2 separate regions of the Drosophila melanogaster genome follow, and region 2 is linked to region 1. The links are chromatin contacts, called in public Hi-C maps. All regions are on one chromosome and are shown on one strand. The core of a region is the stretch at or near the end of the contact, and the rest is flanking DNA. Distances in the headings are between cores, read along the strand shown. Region 1 holds the start of alpha-Cat (alpha Catenin). Region 2 holds the start of CG17698.

What was found. Hi-C and Micro-C count contacts between places; a contact is called where the count stands out from the background.
Region 2: a contact with region 1 is called in a Hi-C map of the S2 cell line, with 1.5 times the contacts expected there. A contact is called at or near these places in 6 of 107 Hi-C or Micro-C datasets (the Clone 8 cell line, the ML-DmBG3-c2 cell line, the S2 cell line and 1 more) and 1 of 7 datasets of targeted methods (the Kc167 cell line).

What each region holds. Positions count from the first base shown.
Region 1 is chr3L:23,336,323-23,341,860 of dm6, reverse strand. It overlaps alpha-Cat (alpha Catenin), which reads left to right and starts at 3,761. Exons shown (of 12, transcript NM_079495.3): 1 at 3,761-3,986. The coding sequence starts at 3,815. It overlaps ND-MLRQ (NADH dehydrogenase (ubiquinone) MLRQ subunit), which reads right to left and starts at 2,535. Exons shown (of 4, transcript NM_001275306.2): 1 at 2,385-2,535; 2 at 2,181-2,327; 3 at 259-404. The coding sequence starts at 2,426. The coding sequence ends at 342. It overlaps mir-4942 (mir-4942 stem loop), which reads right to left and starts at 2,633; the gene lies at 2,524-2,633.
Region 2 is chr3L:23,736,164-23,741,287 of dm6, reverse strand. CG17698 reads right to left here and starts at 3,328. Exons shown (of 7, transcript NM_001275308.1): 1 at 3,104-3,328; 2 at 204-1,127. The coding sequence starts at 1,076.

The sequences.
Region 1 (5,538 bases), core at 2,512-5,011:
CTTTTTTATTTAAATCAAAATCTATAAACAAACTGCATCCCATATTAACTTTTTATTTATAGAATTAATTGTACAACTTTTAAGGGAAAAAAAGGGAAACAAATTTCCAAAGGTCTAAACAGTTTTCTAAATATATCACATCAAAAATTTTTGCTCAAGGGGTGCTAGCCTGGTGACGCGCAGTGTATTATGAAAAAAGGGCACTACATTTCTAAATTATTTTATCTTATATAAATATAAAGATCTATAAGAACATACGCTTTCAAATCCACTATGTTTATTTATAATTTGAAGTTATTTCATTTTACATTTTTAAATTGCAGCTGCTAGGGAAACGTAATTTATTCATCAAAGTTTGGGGCAGCACTCTTAGTTTTGGAATAATCCCTCACAGGCGAATAAAACTGAAAAAAAATGCAAGATTCAATATATTATATATTATATTATATTATATTATATTATATTATTATATTATATTATATTATATTATATTATTATATTATATTATATTATTATATTATATTATTATATTATATTATAATATTATATATTTCATCTAAAAAACACGAATTACAGTAAACCTATAAGTCCACCAGCAATTAAGAGATTTAAATATTTTTAGATTTTAGTAAACTGACACTGAACGATCGCAATCAGTTTTACATTACTTACGCAAACAATTGTTTACCTAGCAAAAGAAATTTGAAAGGCAAAAACAAAAAAAAATTAAAACATTATTAAGTAACAGTGAGTGTTTGCGGGGCTTGTGGGTAATATAATGGAACTTATGTACCTTCACTGCGTAGTTGACCCTTAAATACACATGCTTAGTCTCAACTTTCTAGCTTCAATAGTTCCCTGGAGGTTTACGAGGTTCATCTCGGTTCAAGAATATGTATAATTTTTAAGGTCAGGAAGGCATCCATTAACTGGTTGCATGCATTTTAAAGAATCTACTATTCTAGTGAAGTGATAGAATTTGATAGAAATTTATCTGAAGCGAACGTTTTAGACCCTGTGTAAATCTCTGGCGATCCCTACATTTCTGGTTAGTCACTGTCGACAAAATAAATGATAAGTTCTCCCGCATTGCGTCCGAATTGCTATAAAATATTAAATGTTAGAACATTTTTGTGATCTTTATTTTTTTTTCATAGTTTTAAATAACTAGATTATTATAAAATTGATAAAATTAAAGGGTTTGATTGGCGTTTAAGTCGCAATCACTACATATTGAAGCATATCCCTCTTCCTTTTTATTTAAGGGTTGAATTATTCCTTAATACGCACTAATGACACCCCATCATTTCTTAATTTCACTTATTTTACCTATTTACCTAAATTACCCATATATATATATATATATACATTTTTTCTGCCATAAAGAATGGTGAGTATGGTGTTTTAATAATTTGTTATTAGCTAGTTGATATACGCAAATATCTCCGTTTAGAGATTGTTAACAGGCGGTGTTTACGGTTATTGGGAATTGTTTTGCGAGACAAATAATAAAAGTGAAAAAAAGTATCACTGTACAAAATAGTCGACTTCCTCGACTATCAGATACCCGTTATTCAGCTAGTTAAAATGCCATAGCGAAATTTCATGATTTGTCTGGGATATCGATAGATATTGGTGAATAAAATTTTTGGGAAATCAATCAAAATTTAAAAAACTAATAAAAATGTGAAAAAATGTGGCAGTTTTTGAAGATTTGTGGGCGTGGCAACATAGGCCAACAAACTTGCGCTGCGGGTATTTCTCTAGAATCTGTATGCTTAATCTCAACCTTCTAGATTGTATAGTTCCTGAGATCTCGACATTCATACAGACGGACGGACAGCGTCAGATCGACTCGGATATTGATCCTGATCGAGAATATATAGGCTTCATATGGTGAAAACTCTGCCTTCTACCTATTACATACTTTTCAATGAATCTAGTATAACATCTTACTCTACGAGTAACGGGTATAACTACAACTACAACATAGTATATATTCGTGAAATATATATGTGTAATGGTTATGGCATGTCGGTTAAATCGCCAAAAAAGTAAAAAATTGCAAAAATACATATATCTATAAGCAAATTTGGTTATTAACAAAACCACGGTCGAGGGCTTTTCTTGGCCCATTAAAATATGAAAATAGAATATGAATATTAAGGAGCAAATCTAACCTTGTATTGCTTTTCTTTGTACTCTTGCCATGGTTCGGGATTTGATGTGCGATTCCAAGTGACATCGGGATTACGAGTAGCAAGTCGAGCCATATAGTAGACGGCTCCAATAGCTCCCGCTCCAACGCACACATAAAGTGGAATTAACTGAACAAATTTTTGTTATGCAATCAACAGATAACTTAATATAATCATAAAACTTACAGCTGGATTTTTTTTAAGACTTTGCAGACCAAGACCTTGCATTTTGTCTACGTTATAATTAAAATGTATTTAATATGTAAGAAAGAAACACATTTATAAAAAATTACCTAACTTTACTCAATCCAATAAAACAGAATGGAACTATATATTAGATATGGACATATTTCGATGCCAACAGCGATGTCATCGATGTTTTCCAAACATCGGCAACTCGATGTTGACTCAAACATAAAAATATATGTATTCATAACAGGCAGATGTCATATTATTTTATATGTGACATGCCAGTATTAAGCGATGCTGGTATAGAATGGGAACTCAAAAATCATGCACATAAATATTTTTTTTTACATCTAAGGAATATATTATTTTATATACGTAATTTTTATGCATGCTTGTCGCACAGGTTTTATGTTAGGCTGTCATAATAATTTCAAGCCGCCGGGAACGATATAATCTTCTGAAGTAGTCATGCATTTTTGTTACATTTTGTTTATATGTCGAAAGGATTTTTTTTCAATAATAACAAGAAAAAATGCTATGTAGACTTTCCCGACTATTAAATATCCGTTACTCAGCTAGAGGCAATATGATCGCGAAATATCATAATTTTTCTGGGACACGGATAGAAATTGGTGAATGCAATGAGAAAATATTTAAAATTGTTCAAAAATGTGGGCGTGGTCGTTTTTTGGTCGGTTTGTATCGTTAGAGTGGGCGTGGCAAAAAGTTTTATGACAAATCAATAGAAATTTACAAAACTAATAAATATATGAAAATATATATCAACACAATTTTCAAAAGTGTGGGCGTGGCAGCGTTAGGCGTTAGGTTAATATCATATGGTTAATCTAAGCTTTATAGCTTATATTGTTCCTGAGATCTCGACGTTCATACGGACGGACAGACGGACACGACCAGATCGTGTCGACTACTGATCCCGATCAATTGTTCCAATGCTTCCATCAGCCTATTAGGAACTTTTAAACGATTCTGGTATACCCTATTACTCTACAAGTAACCGGTATAATAATAAACATAGAAAACAACAATCCTGATATGTGTGGAATATGTTAATTCATTAAATGAAATATTTTTGTTGGTAAAAATTAAAAATATTATTAAACTTTTCTCAATCGTCTTCAATACTTGAATATCACATATTTTTCACGAGAGTTCAATCATCAAAAATCAATTTTAATTATTTTCTTAAAGTCATTACTAAAGAATGACTCACAGGACTCAAAACTACAAAACTATTTAACTTATTCATTATATATTGGTTACGTTACGTAGGTCATGTGGCTCAGTGGGACTATGATATATTTAAAGCCCGCATTCTTTACAGCACTGCAAAGTTACAATCCTGGTACTATTAATAATCAGTGGACTACATATTATCGAAAAAGGCGTCGTCGGTTAAAGAATTTATGTTAAAACCTGATAAAATGGGCACGTTAACCGATTTCGGACAGATAGCTTTGAAATGGGATCCCAAAAATTTGGAAATTCGCACAATGTCAGTTGAAAAAACACTTGAACCCCTTGTATTACAAGTAACTACTCTTGTAAATACCAAGGGCCCAAGCAAAAAGAAAAAAGGTAAAATGTTTATAGCTTATAGTGCCTAGAAAACCTAAATATTAGAACTTTCAATTTTAAAGAAACTTTTTGCGAGTCGTGAATAACTGTGCGTATACTCATTTTAATTTTATTAATTATAAGTATTGTGTACATACGAGAAATGATAGAAAATGTTCTAAAACGGCTGTGTATACTATACATACATATTGTGACATCTTAAATTTTGTAGGATAGAAAGCATTTGAATTCATGTAACAAGCTTAAAACTGAAAAGGAATGTGAAAGCATCTTTTACCTCTTTAAACGCAAAATTGCGAAAATATAAAAAAATAGCCTATTAGTGATTTACATATATTTTGATTGTGTTTCATTTTGTTATATGTATATCTTTCCAATTTCTATCGATATGCAATAAAAATGTTCAAATTTATAGTTCGCTTGGCCACTAGCTGAGTAACAGGTATCTGATAGTCAAGGAAATTTACTATGGGGTTCGCTGTAATATATATTTGTTACTCGTAAAGTAAAATGGGGTACTAGATTCGTTGAAAACTAAGTATGAGGTAGAAGAAAGCGGTTCCAAAAAAAAAATATATATTCTAGATCAGGATCAATAGCCGAGTTGATCTGGCCATGTCCGACTTTCTGTCCGTATGACAAAGCGTTTTCATATGAATTCATATTTTCATTAGTCTTTTAAATTTCTATCGATTTACCTTTTTTTTTTATTAGAGTTTATCATTTATTATTAGTCATACGTCAATAGGAATCGTTCAGTTCCTTCTGAACTTAACCTAATGTGTAGCTTAAGAGATATGGATTCCGTTCCTTAATTAAAGTGTATACAAATGTACCGTGGAGAGAATCGATTTATCAAAAAACGTTTTGCAACGCCCACTCTAACGCCCAAAAATTGGTTTTCACACAAAAATGTTTTGGTATTTTTCATACTATTTTATTGATCTTGTAAATCTATTGATATGCCAAAATACCTATTGTCAGGCCCACAAACCGCCCAAACTTTTTGAAAAATATATTTCTTGTTTAAATATAATTATTTCTTTTTCAATTTTTACCGATTTTCCAAAAAAATTGAAATCTTTCACACTTCTAGTTGAGTAACGGGGTATCTGATAGTCGGGGACTCGGTTATAGCATCCATTCCAGTTTTTGTTTTAAGTCATGTCAATTCTTTTTGCAAAACCATTTTGGTCAGGAGAACTATATACAGAACTATCACAGGATGTAAACAGCTGTCAGGCCCTTAAAATACAATAAATTGTTACTTCATATTATTTAATTACTGTTTTTATACCCGTTACTCGTAGAGTAAAAGGCAGAAGGAAGCGTTCCCGACCATTAAAAGTAAATATTTTTTGGGCTGGCTCCAGCTCTCTTGAATTTTTGTTCAAGAGCCAGATTTCGGAGAGCTCTTCAGCCAGCAACTTCATTTTACGCATACAGTGACAGCCGAAAACTTTTTGTGTGTACACGAATACTCATGCATTGTAAATTTGACAAAATATGCCCTACACTTCAGAAGTTTTTGGAATTTAAATCTATATTATTT
Region 2 (5,124 bases), core at 2,079-4,578, 400 kb before region 1:
AGCCAGTCTAATTGTCATACTTGTGTTAAAATTATTGTGTCGCACATTTGAGATTTGTCTCATATTAAAATGGCAAATACACAGAAAGTAATCAAATTGTTTAATTTTAAAGTTTATTCTAAAATATCTTTAAGTTAAAATGAATGAACATGAAATAATATGGTATGATGGATATAATTGCTTATTCCAACAATTTATATTACCTGTCCAATTTGTTCCATTAGTCTATATTGGTTTAACTGAAGAAAACTTCCAGATTTATCAATCGATATCCTTCTAGACTCCCGAAAAGCTGGTTTCCGTCGACTAGATCGAGGACTACTGAAAGGAGTACTATAAGGGCTATACGGTACATTCGGGTAGATAGGACGAGTCTCATATAAGATTTGAGGTTTTGATGCCGTATTATGTTGAGGTGGTTCATTAGAAACTTTACAAGGATACCTTTTAACGCTTTCATAATCTAAGCACTTTTTCATTTTGTTTGGCTTATTCGATTCGGAATCGACTACGCATTTATGGATATCAGTACAAAAGTTTTCATGTATGTGTAGACTACATACTTTATCAGTGCACAATTCCAGAGAATGAAATTTAATAAACATTGCTTGCTTATCCAAGGCATTTCTTTCCTTAGGACTTGTATTTAAATTTGTATATAAACATTTATTGGCTAAATTTATTTCAGAACATTTTTCAAAATTTTCTACAGACTGGGATTTTTTAATATTCTGAACTTTATTAATATTTTCATATGACTTCCTTAATTCATCTGATATTTGTTTAAAAGTTTGTTTATCTTTCGGAAAAGTGTGATCGTGAGGTTTAAGTTCTCTCGAAACATTTATTGAAGAATTTTCTGCAATTTGAGTTTCTAATGACAACCCCACGATATTGTTTTCACATTGTAATTGATGGTCTGTACAGCGACTTTCATTAACAGCCAAAAGTCCACAACTAGCTTTATTTTTATGAAACTTTGAAGGAAATGTATCCTCAGTTTTTTTCTGAAAATCAACTTCTTGGCTGTTGACTTGCTGAGACTTTGTAATTAATAATGGATCTGTTAAATCCATTTTTTTTTATTAGTGTAATATAATTGTTTTGATGTTGTACGTGATAAAATCCTGCAAACAGAAAACCAATTTATCAATTTTATATATCAGTTTGATCAAATGCTGCATTAAATACTAATACTTTTGTTCGAAACACAAAATCCTTCAAACAACTCCGTAAATAGTAAACTATAACTAAAGACCTTCTTAGGCGGATTGATTATAACAATCAAGATTATACATAATCAAGCACTGGTCTTTTATAAAAGTATATTGAAATATACATTTAATCATGTAACATTTCACTGACACTTTTTAAAGTAAGTGTGGGCTAGAATGGACGTAGCAATATTTGCAAACAAATATGTGCGTTTATGACTCTGATAACTGCATGCTTAATCTCAACTCTAGCTTTTAAAGTTTCTTAGATCAAGGCGTTTATACGGACAGACGGACATTGAGTCGGCGAACTCGACTCTAGAATTATCTCTTGTTTTCGTTTCGTTATAATAAAATACAGATGCGGCACATAATAGACACATACGGTTAAATTAATTTTTATTAATTGTGTAACTTTATTATTTGTCTTGCAAATTTATAGCGGTATGCAAAACATTTTTTTGACACGCGCATTTTAAATTCCACAATCCGCCCTAAAGACCATCATCCACGCAATTGAATTTTTGTATATTAATTTTTTTTTTTTTTTGCTTTTTTCTATTTTTTTCTATTGATATGCCAAAAAGAATGTTGAACCTTCTCGTTCGCACTCCCACTAACTGACTAATGGGCATCTGATAACCGACTATCTAAGTCGGCAAAAAATCAAAAGAAACTTTACATTTGTGATGCGACACAGAACATGATAACAATAAAATTAGTAAAAAGGTATGAGCCAAAGGAAAATAAATGAAATTTTTTTTACTTTACGGTTAATTGGACGTGTGGTCCCATATTTACACTAAACTAAAAGATACTCCCAATTCCATAGGACATGACGAGTAACTAAAAATGATCATTCCTTATTGAACTACAGTTCTTATTTATGTACCAAAATATTTAGGAGATCTTATCAATGTTGTCTCATTTGTCATCATATGCACATCATCTTATATACGCAAAAGTCTATTAGCATAGGCTCCCGTTATTCGTAGAGTAAAACTATACTAGAAGGAATCTTTTCCCACGATATAAAGTATATATATTCTTGATCAGGATCAATAGCGGAATCGACCTTGCCATGTCCATCTGAACGTATGAACTTCGAGATCTCAGGAACTATAAAAGCTAGAATGATGAACTATGTTTCTAACGCCCTAAAACTGTCCAAAACTGCCACACCCACATTTTTCAAACATTAAAATCTTGTATGTTTCTATCGCTTTGTTCAAAAGCATTTTATTCAACAATATCTTTTGCTATCGCAGAAAAATTTTTAAATTTCGCGTTCGCAATCACACTAGCTGAGTAACGGGAATCTGATAATTCAAAATTCGGCCTGTTTGTGGGCATATGTCAATCTGAAACAAACGGCTGGATCTAATTCATATGACTCTAAATCCCAATCTTTACTTTCTGTAGGTTTCACAGTCTTGAAATCTGATCGTCCATGCGAACCAAAAACTGACAGACGGACATGGTCATATGTACATACACTAGAACTATTTCTTTAAGAGCTATGGCACTGGTTAAATATCCCAGGAAAAGTGAATCTGCCGTGTATGCACTTTGAAATGTTCGTTTGAATTTATTAAATTTTCAGATTTTACTTAATAATGTCCACATGTGCACTTTATAGACATATGTATGTATGTATATATGTGTGCATGTGCAAACGTTTGTGCAGTAACTATGTATGTATGTGTGTACTATGTGTAACTATGTACATATAATTTATACAATATACTTTAAATGACATTTTATATTAAATGAATTTTACTGAGTAATTTTTGTGCTTTTTCTATTTATGCACATATGTACGTACAAACATATGTATGTAAAACTCCTACAAATAATTTTAGTAGACTACAACAATTCTTGTTACACACCGATTGTATTTATAAACCAGTTACGTCATTATTGCGCCAATATACAGATGGCATCTGCATTTCGGTTACATCTCCCTTTAATTCGTTCTTCATTTAACTTCATAATCACAACTACACCAATAGAGAACATTATATAAAAATTACTAACTGGAGGAAAAACATCTAAGCTTTAAATAAAAGACGAATTAAAAGTTTCCCATTGCAGCTTTAAAAGCTCTTAGTCGTATCGATAACTAAGTCGATAGCTGGAATAATAATATTCCTAATATATTATATATTATATTATTATATTATATAACCACCATGTATATATGTATATATGTATATATGTATATATGTATATATGTATATATGTATATATGTATATATGTATATATGTATATATGTATATATGTATATATGTATATATGTATATATGTATATATGTATATATGTATATATGTATATATGTATATATGTATATATGTATATATGTATATATGTATATATGTATATATGTATATATGTATATATGTATATATGTATATATGTATATATGTATATATGTATATATGTATATATGTATATATGTATATATGTATATATGTATATATGTATATATGTATATATGTATATATGTATATATGTATATATGTATATATGTATATATGTATATATGTATATATGTATATATGTATATATGTATATATGTATATATGTATATATGTATATATGTATATATGTATATATGTATATATGTATATATGTATATATGTATATATGTATATATGTATATATGTATATATGTATATATGTATATATGTATATATGTATATATGTATATATGTATATATGTATATATGTATATATGTATATATGTATATATGTATATATGTATATATGTATATATGTATATATGTATATATGTATATATGTATATATGTATATATGTATATATGTATATATGTATATATGTATATATGTATATATGTATATATGTATATATATATGTATATATGTATATATGTATATATGTATATATGTATATATGTATATATGTATATATGTATATATGTATATATGTATATATGTATATATGTATATATGTATATATGTATATATGTATATATGTATATATGTATATATGTATATATGTATATATGTATATATGTATATATGTATATATGTATATATGTATATATGTATATATGTATATATGTACCAGCGGTGTCATTTGAAGTAGATAAGGGCTTTTTTCTCTCAAAATTGTGTTCTTGAACTCCTATTTAATAGAGGCAGGTACAACAATGTCATTCACATTAGTTAAGTTTGCGCTAGGGCAGATGAAATAGTAAAGTTTTTCATAAACGCCCTAATATTCTGCTAGGTTAAACTTTACTCCGGCCCGTGTCCAAGCCTATAAGAGCGTCGAACGAGTTGAGTGATTTCAATAGACAAAATTGAGAGGTGTGCTTGAAAACCTTCATTAAGCACTTTTGTTTAATATGGAGCCATGTATTGAACTTACCGAGAGCGGGCGACAGGCATTACATTTTTTAGCTCCTTTACGGGCTTAATGTAATTTTTTTACCGCGTCGGAGTCGATTAGCATTCTTAAAGTTCTCCCACGCAACCGTCGTTCAATGAACGGCAACCGGGAGAGTCCCCAAAAAAATTTAGTGAGTCGTCGCTAGGAGCGTACTCAGCGATCTCTTCGACTGAAGCCCTTGCTGCCTGTTCGTATTTCTGCTTGGGGTCTTAGGGTCTTTAGTCTTGGAGGTTTCTTGGACAACGTAATTAAGACGTTGACGTCTTTGACCTATCGAACGGTCCGAGGAATGTCTTCTCTTAGGAGCATTCGAATAATTTGGGTGGTTCTTATTGTGTTTAGTGCGCTGCCTAAACCTGGAGGACGAGTTGGGGTGCTTGGACCTGGTTGTCATTATTGGTTCTCAAAGTTCTCCTGACAAAATGTGGATTCCTGTCTTGGCCCTGCTCATCCTTGCTGGCTTTACCTTGCCTACAGTGGAAGCTGCTCTTGC